Linked DNA regions of Sus scrofa: regions 2 and 3 are each linked to region 1. Evidence: chromatin contacts called from public HiChIP or PLAC-seq data. All regions are on one chromosome and are shown on one strand. Each heading gives the region's core, a stretch centred on a gene start, on an enhancer-like site or on the middle of the called end of the contact. The rest is flanking DNA. Distances are from core to core; before and after follow the strand shown. Region 1 has its middle 280 kb from the start of AKR1E2. Region 2 has its middle 340 kb from the start of KLF6. Region 3 has its middle 360 kb from the start of KLF6.

Region 1 (5,061 bases), core at 758-3,257:
GAGGAAAAAGCTTAGAAGTTTTTATTTTTATTTTTTGTCTTTTGTCTTTTCAGGGCCACAGCCCTGGCATATGGAAGTTCCCAGGCTGGAGGTCCAATAGGAGCTGTAGCTGTTGGCCGACACCACAGCCACAGCCACGTCAGATCCCAGCCTCGTCTTCGACTTACACCACAGCTCATGGCAATGCCAGATCTTTAATCCACTGAGCAAGGCCAGGGATCGAACCTGCATCCTCGGGCAGACTAGTCGGGTTCGTTAACCACTGAGCCATGACGGGAACTCCGAAGTTTCTTTTTTCTTAATTGATTTACAGTGTTGTCTTAGATTCAGGCGTGCAGCAAAGTGAATCAGTTTTGCATATACAGATATCCCTTCTTATTCCCACAGAGGTTATTAAAAAACTCTGCCTCCACCTCCCTGTGCTGTTCAGTAGGTCCTCGTTAGTTATCTATTTTGTGTACTAGTATACACTTAGAAGCTCTAATGTGTGCTTTTAAACTTAAAAGAATGTTACTGATCATCCATTTTACTATCAGAAACACATTTGGGACATTCTTAATTAAAAAAAATGAAATTCAGTAAATAAAATTTTAAATTAGCCAAAATAATTGACTTGACTCTTGTGATTTTGACCAGTGAAAATTTGATGGGACATCTTTTATTTTTTTTTTGTCGTTTGTCTTTTTTGTTGTTGTTGTTATTTTTGCTATTTCTTGGGCCGCTCCCGCGGCATATGGAGGTTCCCAGGCTAGGGGTCGAATCGGAGCTGTGGCCACCGGCCTACGCCAGAGCCACAGCAACGCGGGATCCGAGCCGCGTCTGCAACCTACACCACAGGTCACGGCAACGCAGGATCGTTAACCCACTGAGCAAGGGCAGGGACCGAACCCGCAACCTCATGGTTCCTAGTCGGATTCGTTAACCACTGCGCCACGACGGGAACTCCCGAATGGGACATCTTTTTTAAACACGATTGTTTTACATCTTAAAGAACTAAGGTTTAAGACCGGCACACAAGGCAAAATTAATTGGAGTCCAGATTACCCTTTACAAGGCTGTAAGTGGCTCCTAAAACAGGCAGAATATCTCACTTAGGACATTCCACTCTGTCAAGTATTCTTCTGGAAGGCTGAAGTTTGAGCTGGTGAGAGGGATACAAGGAGATTCTGCGTGTGGATAATTGACCGACCAAACAATTGTGCCTTTAGGAGAACATTTCAATTTTGAGTCATGATTATAAGTGGTGGCGAAATCGAAGATGTTTTTCCTGCCGGCGGGAATAATTCGTACGAGGGAAGAGATTTGGTTGTTGCAGAAAACATTTACAGAGATGCCATCACACTGCTTTAGAATCCAGTTATATACCTATATTGTGGGCGTATGGTAAATGCTCGAATGATAGGATTCACTTTTTTTTTCTCACATCGCATGCACATTTGCGTTTATTCATCCGTTAAATATAAACTGAATGCTTCCCAGAAAGTTTTGTTTTAAAATTGTTATTTGAGTTTCAATTTAATTTTACTTTATTGAGGCTTAATGGTTATTTAACAATAGTACCTTGATGTTTTTGTTGTTTTTTTCCTTTTTACAGCCATACCTGTGGCATATGGAAGTTCTGGGGCTTGGGGTCCAGTCGGAGGTGCAGCTGCAGGCCGCCAGCACATCTTGTGGCACTGAGGGAGGCCAGGGATCGAACCCACAGTCTCATGAATGCTAGGTCGGGTTGTTAACCCACTGAGCCACAGTGGGTGCTCCAGGACTTGTTATATCTTAAAGTGCGTGCCTCCTTGATGGGCAACAGATTGTGTTTAGGTTTCAGAGCCTATATTTCACTGTTAGAACTGTTTTATGATTCTACACTAGACATGATTTGGGTCTAGGGCCACGTCTCCTGCTTGTTGTGGCTCTTTGGGCAATTTCACGTTTTATTTGCCAGTGTCAATTTGTGCCGGCTCAGCTTCCAGGGGACAGGTGGCTGATTGAAGCAGCCGTCAGCTGATGGCACTGCGGTCAGAGGCTGTGCACAGAAATTTGATGACCACATCCAAACGCAGACACCCAGGTTGTGTGCCAGCAGAAGTCTGATGAAGACTTCATGAAGATCTGGAAACAGGCTTTTCAAAACTCTGACACTTACAAATAAGTAAATGTAACTCACAAGTCATGCACACACGTTGTATGACATGCTTTACAAAAAAAAAAAAAAAGAGGTTGTAAAAAAGGTTTGGAACATTTAATCATGCTTTTAGAAAAAAATTGGATGAAATTAAATTCTACTTTACTCATGGAATCACTAGGTTTTGAAGACCTACTGGCTGCCAGGTGCTGGGCTACTAAGGGGCCACGGGTTAACTGGGATGTTTCCTTCCTCCAAATTTGCCTGGACTTGGTGGGAGTGTATTACGGATAATCCGAAAACTAAAAAATCGAAACATCGCAAAAGAGCAAACATAAATAAAAGCTATGTGGCCAGTCAAATCAGTGATGTTATTCACGAGGGCACATATTTGCAGTGTTTTGAGTTCCGCCTTTGCCCTCGTTTCCTGCCATCTGTACTGTGCTCTAATACCACAACCTTCTAAGGCAGCACAGCTATTTTATTCAAGATCAAAAAATGCTTTGTTACCAATGGCAGATCCAAGGTCAACAGTTTGGCACAGGATGTATCACATGTACTCTAACTGTGCCTCCTTGTAAAACAGCATCTGAGAACATCCGGCCATAGGGGAACTGATAATCATTACAGCACCAGCGTGTTTGCTGGCAGGTATGTGAGCCGCGTGTTGAGTACAACACGAGAACCAATCTATGCGGATTTTTCACTCAAATATGTAGCGTGAGTATGAGCTGGACTAACAGGACCTTCCTTCCCCGTGCCTTGTAGTTCCAATGCTATAAACAAAACCAAGAGGGGCTCTGAGGCTTGGGTTGGATTCTCAAGAAATGTAGGTAATACAATGAAAAATAGTTCTTCAGTGTGTGGTTGGAGGCATTTACTCAAAGGGAGTATATTTGGAGAAGACTATAAGGTTCTGGCCAAAGCCGGCAATATAGAGAAAGCTCAGGGGGACACCAGCGGGGAAAAGGCAGACAGAAAAAAGAGGAGCTGAACAAAACGAGGTTTCAATAGGAAGAGGCTGGTAGAAGATTTAAATGTTGAAAATAATTGTTCAGAGTTGTTTTGTTTGTTTATCTGTTGAAAACTAAACAGAGCAAGATGTTTAGTTTTCAAGAAAGTTCATTAAAAAAAAACCCCAAAATATCCATTGACAGATGAATGGATTAAGAAGAGGTGATACGTATATAAATGAAATACTACTCAACCATAAAAAAGAACCAAATAATGTCAATTGCAGCAGCATAGATGCAACTAGAGATTCTCATACTAAGTGAAGTAGGTCAGAAGGAGAAAAACAAATACCATATGATATCACTTATATGTGGAATCTAAAATATGGCACAAGTAAACCTACTTACAAAACAGAAACAGACTCACGGAAATGGAGAACAGACTTCTGGTTGTCAAGGGGGAGGGGGAGGTAGGGGGATGGACTGGGAGTTGCCGGTTAGTAGATGCAAACTATTGCATTTGGGGTGGATGGGCAATGAGGTCTGACTGTACGGCACAGGGAACTATATCCAATTTCTTGGATGTAGTATTTCCCATCATTCATGGGATAGATTGATGGAGATAGTATGAGAAAAAAATGTGTGTGTGTTTATATATATGTAAATATATATATATGGCTGGGTCACTGTGCTACACGGCAGAAATTGACACAACACTGCAAATCAACTACACTCTAGTGAAAATAAGAACAAGATGAAGCTTACTAGTAACACTTGTTTTTCTCTTTTCACCAATAAGTGTAAAGGATGGAGAGCCGTATTTGCCTTCGTTTGGCTTTGCCCTTGTTCGGAAGCGGATCTTTGAGAACGCTTTCTTGAAAGCGCTACCTGTTACGTGACTCTTGCCTGAAGAGTGGACTAGAGACAGAGAGTATTTATGCTCAACTACTTTAATGCTCTGATACGAAAAATACTCAGTCGTGATTCATGATTCCAACAGAGTTTCTAAGAAGGAGCCAATTTAAATGCAAGCTTTATCAGCTCCTACCAAACAGGATGAGGCATGGAATCAGAGATGATAGACATTAAATATGTATTAGACATTATGTCCAAACTTCATGTAATTTGATGTGCTGTAGAATTTAATTGGCTATGGAAAGCCTGCCAGTGTTTTGATTTTCTCAATGAATCAGTTGCAAAACGAACAGTTAAATTATTTCATTAGTTTCTTGTCAAAACATGAGAGTGACTTTCTTCACACAGTGCAGATTTTTAAACATGTCCTCAGCTCATTACAAAGATATTTTAAAATACAATGACTTCAGAAATTTACATTTTAAGAGTACGGTGTATGACTTGACTATTGAGTCATAAGTCAAGAAAAGGTCGGAGCAATTCCAGATAGACTTTACCCCTGGAAACATGAGCAAATGTTGATTTTTTTTCTTCAGCCTCACAATTCAGTGAATTTTAATTGGAGTTTCTGGGTTTCATCCATGGCCAGAACCAGCAGCCTATTCCAGAGAAGCCAAAATGAACAGGCAGAGAATAGTATTTCCTAAGAATAAAAGGGAAATTTAAAATGTAAAATTGATTTCTAATGAAAAAGACATTTTTAACCCACATGGAGAAAATTAAGGACTTGGTCAGATCTGTGTCATTTCTACTTGAAAAACAAGGCCCACTTTGACTTCAGTGTCTGTTTTCTGGACATAATAACACAAAGAGACATTTAAATTAATTTTAAGTGTTGATATGTAAATAGATGAAGTAGAACATAGATATACATTGCCTAAATTACTAGTGTTGTAATTGTATTAGAAACGCATTATAAAAAATGGAAATCTTAAAAAATGCCGTAGTTTAAAACCTAAAGCTAGTATGGGGCAGCCTTATTTTTGTGTAAAGTTCCTGGCTGTCGAATAATCCTCTATGACAATTCTGTTAACAAAGGTGAAGTTCAGGCTTTCTGTTTATTCTTGTGAGTGT
Region 2 (5,061 bases), core at 1,481-3,980, 170 kb after region 1:
AATCTCTTATCTCACTTTCTCCCAAATTTTACCACAAAGGTTCTTAAACCCATCTGGGTGAGACTCCTTGCAGACTCTAGCAAAAAATGCAAAACCCAAAAAATACCACCAAAAAATGACACAGAGTTTGGGGCTCTTTGACGCTGGATCAGCTGTACATCTGGGAGAATCCCGAGGTTACCAACATCAGACTCTCAGATTTACCAGGCATCAAGTATGAGATGGAGTCAGAGGGTAATGCATTCTTAGAAACTGATCTGCTCTAAGGGCCCCACTTTTCTTGTCCGCTCACTCTGAACGCCAGCTTTGTACCCGTAATTTTCAAGCTGGATTCTGCCGGATCCAGCACAATACAAAAGCACGTGCTGAAACTGGAGGTATTCACATGACATTGAAGGAAGACTCATTGATGTTTCCTGAACTCAGACTCCAAAATACCTTCGCCAAACCCTTTCGCCAGGCGTTTCTATACACGCAGTGGTGGCAGTGGCATGTGGCACGCGTTTGATGCTAACTTTGATCTCTTCCTGCTGAGGGAGCGACGGGGCAAGTACAGGTGTGGCTAATGGGAAGGGCTCCAGCCTCATCCAGTCTGGCTTCTCTTAGCCTTTGATTATTTTGTTTCTGTGTCATTTAAGGATCCTCACGTGCACCCCGAAGCCATCTGGTTAGATGAGAGGTTCTGGTACTCGCGGTGCAGCTTCACGAATCCGCTGTCTGCAGTGGATGGACTCAGACAAATGGAGCATCTCCGTGAGGTCCACTAGTTCCAGGTCACCCAGGGCAGGGATAAGAGGTCACCCCTTCTCCTTTAATGAGCTTCTGAAGCCACCTGTTGTCCCCTTCCCAGGAACTTTCTTCCACCAGGCTTCACGGGTGGGCTTTCACATCTGACTCTGGGGATGGAGTGGTCAGTATTATGTGTCCACCTGATCGGCCTGCAGGCGGCCCAGTCACTGGCCCAGTGTTATTTCCGGGCATGTCTGTTTCGCAGTGAGGTTGGTATCTGAGTTGGGGGACTGACTAAAGACCACCCTGCCCAGCGTGGTGGGCGGCAGCCAGTCCCGTGAGCACAAAGGCAGACCTCCTCCTCGTGCCTGGCTCCTTGCCCTGGGCTGAGGGCCTCGTCTGCCCTTGGACTGGACTTACTCCAGGGCTGCCCCGCTTCTCAAGCCCTCAGCTTTGGTCTGGAGCTGCATCACCAGCTTCCCTGAGCCTCCACCTTGTAGGCTGTAGATCAAATGTGTTCTCAGCCTCCGTAAGCACATGGGCTGATCCCTCATAATAAATCTATATTTATATTTGCCCTATGAATTCTGTTTCTCTGGGGACTGACTGATGGAGCACATTTGATATTCCTGGGAAGTCAGGAAACCACGCTAGTTTCTTGCTGCGTAAAATGGATACTTTAGAAGATTCTGGTGAACATTTGCAAACAGTAGAGCAAACGCTCTCACACCGGTTTACCTTCTCTCCCTTAAAAAAAAAATCTCTTTGATGTGATCATTAAAATTATAAGAATCCCATGAGGGGGTGTCAGCCCGCCAGAGATGGTGGCAGATATCCAGGGCATCACAGGAGGATGGGAAGGCATTCATGGATGAACCAGAGCAGGAGTTTGGGGGAGAACAGAGCCTGGAGAAGGATGCAGAAGTCCGAACAAATGTCAGCACACGCTGTCTAAAAATGCCCTCCGGAGCCAAAGGGAGTGCCATGTGGCAAGCCGGGGAGAAGGCAGTTATCCTGGCCTGGGCGTGTGCGCCCAGCACACACCCTCTTCATTTCCACAGTGTGGAGGGAGGGGGCCCCGCCACCCCCGCAGCCACCTCTGCACCCACGCCCCCTGTGAAGGTAGCTGCCCAACACCTGCTCCGCGGTCAGGGTGTGGGTCGGGAGAGGCAGCCAGAGGGTCCCCATCGCGCACCTGTGGAAGAAGTCCCTTCATCTGCCTACCGTCTGACTCCTGGTCCTTTTTTCTTAAAAAAAAAAAAAAAAAAAAAGAGTAGAAAAGCCAAGAATCCATGATTCACCAAGATGGGTAAATAGTATGGATGTTTGAGGAAAACTGCTGTATCCCAAGAGAAGGACAAGACGCACCAGTAGAAGAATGATCTGGAGAGAATGAAGCAAATACAAGGAGCAGAAAATGTAACAGAACTAATAAATCAAGATGAGGATAATGCGGTAAATATTTTATGCCTGAAACGATCGCTCTGAACATGAGCAAATAGTTTGGAAAATTACAAACACAACTGCTAAGGTTACAAACACTCAGTAGAAGTGTTTCCAACCATTATTATGCTTCAGAAATAAAGAAGGAAATCTCTCAACAAGTAGCCTAAAACAAGAAGAAATGTGATGATGAGTCAGAGTGAAATCTTTAGATATACACAGGATCAACTCAAGTTTACGAATGTGAGAACAAAACCAATGAGAGGGTTCAGATTCTCAAAGAACCAAGACAAGCCGCGTTTCCCAGAGCTGCAGCTGGGTTTGAGTATCTTCTTGGAACAGCCTGTAGGGAGCTCTGAAGATGAGCGCTCACAGCCCCTACTGGGAGAGCCAGAGTTACCCCTCAAAACCCCAATTCTGGTCACTTTCCCCCAGAGCTCCCTCAGTTCCCTGAAGCTAAGGACTACAACCTTGGCCACATTCTCCAGCCCCAGGACCGGACCCAGCTTGCCCGCCTGCGTGTCCCCTCCCCGCTCCGCTCCGAGTCACACCCAGCATCATGTGCTCTTCCCGTCACGGGGCTTTGGTCTGGGCAATGCTCCCGTTTGCTTGCCTGGCATCATCTCAGCCTTTCAGCCTTTCGCCTTCATCCATTTTTATTCTTTTAGTCCTCAGCCCTCAGTTCAAATGTCACATATTCAGAGAAGCGGAACGGTGCGTTTCTCCACTGTGGCATCTTGTCATTTTTCTTTATTTCAGTAATCGGATTTGCAATTACATATTTATTTGGTTGTTTGTTTTGGATCAATCCTTTCTTAAATACATTATAATTTTTAACTCACCCAAATTCTACCTCCACGAGGGGAGGGCTAATATAATTTACTTATCATTAGATACCTGGGAAAGAGCACGGCAAATGCCCACATAGGATCCAATACCCATCCGACGCAGGATTTTACAACTTCCAGCAGTGACCCTGAAAGCCTGACGTTATTCTCACGTGGCAGTTCAAACTGAGGCTCAGAGGTAGTTAGCATTTTATCACTGTTTAAATAACACCGCCAAAGACCTTTTGAAATCCACCTCAGATGGCTGGAAAATTTCACCTTATCTTATGCGCAGAGATGTAGCCCTGCCTGTACCTTTCTTCGAATGTGAAAACCGAGGGACAGGTGTAATCTGACATCCACTTAAGGAAGGCCCCGGGCCCCACCGCTGCCACCTGCAGAGGCCTCTCCTTTAAAGCCGTCTCCTGGGCGACGTCTGGAGGCACCAAGAAACCCCTCCTCGGGGTTAGGTCCGGAACGAAGCAGCACTGGGGAGAGAGGGCACCCCAGGGACCAGTCCTGCACTGGGAACTCTCCTGACTGTCTCTGAGCTTTGATGTCCTCTGTGACCAACCAGATAGAGTCCGGCGGGGATTCCGTGCCCTAACAGACCCGCTAACCCGGCACTGGGTAGACAGGAAACAGAGCTCCCTCGCCCAGTACGGGCTGTTTCATTCATCACCAAATCAGAAGTTTGCCACAAAGTAAAGTATTTGCATCTGTATGTATCCACATACCAATTGTAAACGTTAAAAAAGGCCATGCATGAGTAGTTTTAAAATAAACTTGGTGAATAATGATTGCCCAGAATCGAGCCCTGCCAGAACCCTTCAGAATTTTAACCTGATTTTTTAAAGTCTAGAACAAACGAATTAAGAAGTCCTGAAATACTAAAATTGGAGAGGCAAGTGTAGGTTTTCTGTACTTTCGACAATAATCGTTTCTTGGTAAAAACCTTAAGCTTTGCTCTGAATGGACAAATAACAGTGCTTTGTAATCAAATGCATTGTATTACATGCTTTCTTGAAAATGCTTTTTTAAGTCAATTTTTTCTTAAATAATATTCAAAGTTTTCTTTAAATTCTATTTTCTTTGTTAAATATTTTTACATATAACATTTTAGAAATATGTAAATATATTTAAATAGAAATTTGAAATGACTTATTTTGCTCCTATTGCCTGCCAACGACATATCACAGCACATGAAAATTCTCTCTTAGGAGTTCCTGTCGTGGCTGAGTGGTTAACGAATTGACTAGGAACCATGAGGTTGCGGGTTTGATCCCTGGCCTCCCTCAGCTGGTTAAGGATCTGGCCTTGCCGTGAGCTGTGGTGTAGGTGGCAGACGTGGCTTGGATCCTGCGTTGCTGTGAGCTGTGGGCGTAGGCTGGCGGCTACAGCTCTGATTAGACCCCTAGCCTGGGAACCTCCACATGCTGCGGGTGCGGCCCTAGAAGAAGACAAAAGACAAAAAAAAAAAAAAAAGAAAGAAAGAAAGAAAGAAAAAGAAAAAAGAAAATTCTCTCTTAAATGCAGTGCTCTTTTCTATGGAGTAAAATTGTAATCTGAGGTTAGAACAATTGCTTCTGATTTTACAATTAAAACAGATTCAATTCTATTGCTTTTTCTTTTTAATGGTTTTTATTTTTTCTATTATCCTTGGTTTACAGAGTTCTGTCCATTTCTACTGTGCAGCAAAGTGACCCACTCACACACACATATATATATATATTCTTTTTCCCACTTAAATTTGCAACCACCATGACAAAACTACGTGTATTTTCCAGCTTCGTCTTTTGAGGCCAGTGAGTCTACTCTATGTGCAGATGTCTAGAGACGGATAATCTCAGATCCTAGGACGTGCTCAGCAGATATTGATGTGCGCCTCAGTTTCATAGTCAGCAAATATTTAAGTCTGGGGAATCAATTTAACCACCTCTCTGGGCGTGGAAACCATCCACATTGGTGGAGCTCACTCAGACTGTCTTTGAAGCTCATGGATGCTGTAAAAGCCTCCACCTTCTTCCGTCCCTTCCTTCGTCTCTGAGAACATTGAGAGTCT
Region 3 (5,061 bases), core at 1,654-4,153, 160 kb after region 1:
GTGCCTATTCCCTGTTTAAATTATTCTGGAGACTAAAGGGAAGATGGTTTGCAAGCGGGCAAAGTGGAAAGCTGGGAAACAGCACGATAGAGGATTTACAGTAGTTGAAGCCCTTTACTTTTATATGCTTCTGAGTATAATTAAGAACCAAGGGCAACTACAACACTGGAGGTGCTTTGAATACGCATCCAACTATTTTGTCCTCCCCTCTCTCTCTCTCCATCTTTCTATCTACCTATCTATCCATCCACCTACCATCTCTCTACCCAGTCATCTACCTATCTGCCAACCTACACACACACATACACTATTTTATTCTTAGAATAACTCATGGAATTGCACTTAGATTAAACCAGGTTTATATTTCAAATTCCAAGAGACAAGAATATGGCCTTCTCACTTAAGTACTCAGCGTGGTAGACACACCGTCACAGATCGTAAGTGACCTTTTATGAATACCTCTTACAATAAACATACCCAGGAGATTATATAAGATGTGTGTTCTTTAAATGACATTTTCTCCAAAAAAATTTTAGAAAACAACTCACTAAGGCTCTGTAAAAGATTAGGCTAAATTGCATTATTAAAGCCGGCTGGATTCCATTATAGCTTAATATTTGAAAATAAAGCAGTGTGTAACTACTTAGGACGTGTGTCTTCTAAACAGGAGAGAAATGTGTATGTGTGAATGTATTTCATGGAAATATGAAGAGCCCGCGGTTAACTGCCCCTGTTTCCTGCCTGCCACACAGCTGATCATTTTGACACAACTGTGTCTTTAGATCTGCTGATTCTCATTATCGAAGAAAGGTTTCCGTGGCAGTTACTATACTATGGCTATCCATGATATACTATGGCTATCTATGAATTTCATTATGGATTTATGATATCTAGCCACTAAAAATACTATGAAACATCAAATATTCACAGCCAAGGACTATCTCATTGCCTTAATTACTACTGAATGATATACAAACTTTTTTTTTTTTTGGCCTTTTTTTTTAAGGTCTCGCTAGAAGCATATGGAAGCCCCCAGGCTAGGGGTGGAATCGGAGCTACAGCTGCTGGCCTACACCACAGCCACAGCAATGTGGGGTCCTAGCTGTGGCCTATACCACAGCTCACGGCAGTGCCAGATCCTTAATCCACTGAGGGAGGCAGGGATTGAACGCATGTCCTCATGGATACTGGTTGGGTTCATTTACCACTGAGCCACAAAGGGAACTCCTACAAACATTATTTTAAACACAAATGAACATGACAAGTTTCTCCCGGTCGTCCTTTCTTAAGTTTAAAATGTATTTATGTATTTTAAAACCAAAGGCATTTGTCCTGGCCTCTTTTCTTAATATTACAATGAGGGGTTGATTTTCTTAAGGGATTAAAATGAAAACACACATTTCTTTCCCCTTCCCACAATTTTCACTAAGTCTGATCCAAGCTACATTTTAGCTAGTGTACGTCTTTAACTCCAGCTAAAATAAAGATACCGACAACAAAGCAAAACAAAAAATTGCACCAGAGTTCCCGCTGTGGTGAGGTGGGTTAGGAATCAGACTGCAGCAGCTGGGGTTTGACCTCTTGCCCTTCTCAGTGGGCCAGAGGATCTGGCATTGCCACCGCTGCTGCGTAGGTCACAGCTGAGGTTCCAGTTCAGTCCCCGGCCCAGGAATTTACATATGCAGCGGGTGTGGCCATGAAAAAAACAGAAAAAAAGATTGCACCAGTGGCTGTCTTCTAAGCAAGGGTCTTTTGTTTCATCCACACATTTAAAGTTGCCCCTGATTTATAACCTTCGGCTGAACTTGAAGCACGCCTGTTGCATATGAAAATAGAACACAGGCAGATAAACATTTAAATCTCACTAGAGCCGCTCTGATCACTGGAATACTTATTATGCCTGCTAGATTGCTTCTCCGGTTCAGACAAAAATAAACAACCTTCCCAAGATAGGAGAATCGCAGCCCCAAAGGAAGCTTTAGGGACCTCGCCCCTGTGTTCCACTTAGAGCTACCACTTCCATCCCCTCCACTTTTTTTTTAAACAACAATTTTTCAAGTCTTTAAAAATTGCAGTAGATTAAAATTTCCCTATCTTTCTTTCCTTAATGATCTCTTTCTCCTTATGTAGTTCACATTTTAAAATTTTAGTTTTGTCAAAAAAAATGTTTGGTTGAAACTTTTCAGAAAGCATACTTGTTCCTGAAAAATTAATCAGCAAAATCAGCGAGCTAATTTTAATGATGATTACTATTTTAATGGGTGAATATTTTTAGCTCTATCTGGAATGCAGAACTGCTCTCTGGCTTGGTGAGATTTCACGTGAGCACAGACTGCATTGTGTCACATCCCCAAGCACAGATAGCACATTATCTTAATTCAAATTAAAAAGCTATTTATAGGCTAGATTAAGACGCAGCGGCCCAGGTAGTGCCTGAACGGGGCCGGCGACCGGATGCTGACGATCCGGTGATGAAGCGGCGCCTGCACCGCCTACGGCCAGGTCCCCGTCCTGCCGAGAATTGCAAAGATCTCATTCTATCCCATTTTTCTTGTTTTATGAGGAGAAAAATATATCTATCAATTTAGGTTAAAGCCGTAAACTACTGTATTATACCTGTTGGGGTATGTTTATGAGTCTCGTTAATCAAAAGTGAGTGCTGTGTGTCTAGCATTAGGCCCACGTGGAGGGTGGAATTTTCCACAGACCCTCGTGTTATGAATTGCTATGACTCATAATAGGTTCCCATAAATAAGCCCTCGGAGAAAAGTGCATTGTAATAGTCGCCGTGAAATAACCGCACCAGTAGGTTTTGACCTCCGCATCCGTTACAGGCACTACATTTTCTGTCATTTGTTTTCACAGTTGAAGCATTAGATGAAACCATAATATTTACTGCTGCACATTTGTTCTCTGTCGGGCTAATAGATTGGGAGGCGGCGGCGTCCTGCTGCAGCCGCCGGGGCAGTCGGAGTGCAGGCGGCGGCGGCAAGGCACGCGGCCAACTCTCTTGTTTCTAGAATATTCCGGCGAGGAAAATTGATGCCTTCAAAGATTTTTTTTTTCTTTTTCTTTTTTTTTTTAAATCATGAAACCTACTGCTTGAGAGAGGAGCTTCATGGACTTGGAAGTTAGAAGTAGTAGCAGTAATAATAATAATAATAGTAATAACAGCACTGCAGCAGCAGACGGACGGAGCTGAGGCTTCTCTGTCCCCAGGTGCCTGCAGCAGCAGGAGCACCGTTGACAGTGAGCTCGGGACTGAGGGCACCTCTGTGCTGTCCCTCCGGCTCCTCCCCAAGAAGACTGTGGATAAATGAACAGGGAGAGCTCCTGACACCAGTGGCAACTGGCCTGCAACTAAAAATACGTCCACTTTGGCAACGAGCATCCATCAAAGAGTAAAGACACGTATCCGTACTGACTCTGCCGCCCCAGCCCTGAGACCGTCCCAGAAATGAGCCTCCCGAGGAAGCACAGGAAACAGAGCGGTGTTTCTTCCCCCAAGAGAATTTTTTGTTCGCCATCTCCAAACTAAAGTCATTTGCTTAACCTTCTTATAATAAATGAAAGAGCTGCCTTTGTCGATAAAGGCATGCCTTCATTTTCAGTGCTATGGTTTTAAGTGTTTCAAAGCATCTCATTATTTGCAGAAACCACTACCTGGACCTTTCTCTTTGCGTGTCCTGCACACAGGCATGCACTTGGATGCACCTGCTCAGATCTACCTCCCTCTCTCTGGAGAGAGAAAACCGACTTTTATACACCAGCAAAAGGAGATCTTACTTCCTAGACGCGCACCTGCTAGCAGATGATTCTACGCACACGTCGGCCTTGAGCCTGGGTTTGAAATTGGAAGGTTTGTTTCAAACCGAGGCTTGTGAAAATGGACAGAGAAATGAACTGACTTTTCTTCCCCTCACCTCCTGTAGAAGGACATACTGTTTTTCCAGCACAGCAGGAAAAGGTTATATTATCAACAGAGGTGCTGTGACCATTCTTATTAAGCTCTTAAGTATTCAGGTTTTCTTGAGTGGCTTTTATATGCAAGGCTTGCAGAATATGATGAAACATAAATATTTACATAATAAAACATCCTCTTGCTTTAGAAAAGTCTGTTATGAAGAACAGAGAGCCAGACATTCAACCCCACCCTGACAGCTTTGGTAATACATCCTTTAATTATCTTCATCCTATTTCCTTTTTCTCTCCTGAGATTTTCCCTTCCAGAGCTCAAAACTGGCCCAAAGCCACCTGGGACTGTAAACATCTTCCCCGAGGATGTTTTACCCTGGGCTGTTAGATGCCTTCCGTGCAATCGGCTCACGGGAATCAAGCCTCCACCCACCCAGCTGCTGCCTGATGCACTGAACCCGGTGTAATGAAGGGGTCTAGACTGCCCTCCGCCTTATTTCTGTGAACCCCTGCTTCCTTCCTTTCCATCGCCTGAAGGGTGGGTTCCTACCCATGTTTCTGTCCTTTTACTTTCTTGGCCCGCTCCCATCTTAGGCTGAGTTGCTCAGGAGACCTTGGGGCCAGGTATTTATTGTAGAAATTCTGCGGGGAGAAACCAACTGGTCTGTGAGTGAGGGGCTCTCAGAAGGAGCAGGGTATGGGTGAGGCGCACACGCTCATGACCCCACAGTGGGGCGTCTGTGCTCTGGGTCAGCTCAGTCCCGGGGGTGGGGGGAGATGTGGGCTCCGGGCAGGGCAGCCCTAGGAAGAGGGTCCTTAAGCTGCCCAGCACAGAGGGGCCGGAGACTCATGGCCTGCTGGTGACAGGGCTGGGGCTCTGACGGCAGGACGGGGTCTGCCCGCTCTCTGTTGGAGTCTCTTCGGTTGGCCAACACATCCACTTTGGGCTCTTTTTTCACTCAGTAAATTCCTTCGTGATAGTGCATTTTACCTTATATAGAAGTGCAGTGCGAGAACCCTCTCCTAGTATCTCATATTTAACGTGGACCGTTCATCCGTCATGCTTCTATTTATAGCATTTCCCCCCAGGAATGTGTAACAAAACTCAGAAAACTGTAAGAAGGCTGAAAAGTGCTCCTGTTTTTA

Evidence for each region. HiChIP or PLAC-seq counts read pairs in DNA pulled down with a chosen protein or histone mark.
Region 2: an H3K27ac HiChIP or PLAC-seq map of skeletal muscle shows a contact between it and region 1. The contact joins two enhancer-like sites. A contact is called at or near these places in 3 of 47 Hi-C or Micro-C datasets (embryonic fibroblasts, epiblast stem cells and retroperitoneal adipose tissue) and 1 of 2 datasets of contacts at active chromatin or transcription factors (skeletal muscle).
Region 3: an H3K27ac HiChIP or PLAC-seq map of skeletal muscle shows a contact between it and region 1. The contact joins two enhancer-like sites. A contact is called at or near these places in 3 of 47 Hi-C or Micro-C datasets (embryonic fibroblasts, retroperitoneal adipose tissue and skeletal muscle) and 1 of 2 datasets of contacts at active chromatin or transcription factors (skeletal muscle).

Annotation. Positions count from the first base shown.
Region 1 is chr10:65,970,159-65,975,219 of Sscrofa11.1, forward strand. No RefSeq gene overlaps it. Among named protein-coding and RNA genes, the nearest start is that of AKR1E2, 280 kb to the left of the region's middle. Within about 2 kb of position 2,008, at least 3 of the 83 cell types and tissues checked have an H3K27ac peak or open chromatin away from gene starts, as enhancers often do. A contact at or near this core is called in skeletal muscle, where this site is marked.
Region 2 is chr10:66,144,016-66,149,076 of Sscrofa11.1, forward strand. No RefSeq gene overlaps it. Among named protein-coding and RNA genes, the nearest start is that of KLF6, 340 kb to the right of the region's middle. Within about 2 kb of position 2,731, at least 13 of the 83 cell types and tissues checked have an H3K27ac peak or open chromatin away from gene starts, as enhancers often do. A contact at or near this core is called in skeletal muscle, where this site is marked.
Region 3 is chr10:66,124,333-66,129,393 of Sscrofa11.1, forward strand. No RefSeq gene overlaps it. Among named protein-coding and RNA genes, the nearest start is that of KLF6, 360 kb to the right of the region's middle. Within about 2 kb of position 2,904, at least 17 of the 83 cell types and tissues checked have an H3K27ac peak or open chromatin away from gene starts, as enhancers often do. A contact at or near this core is called in skeletal muscle, where this site is marked.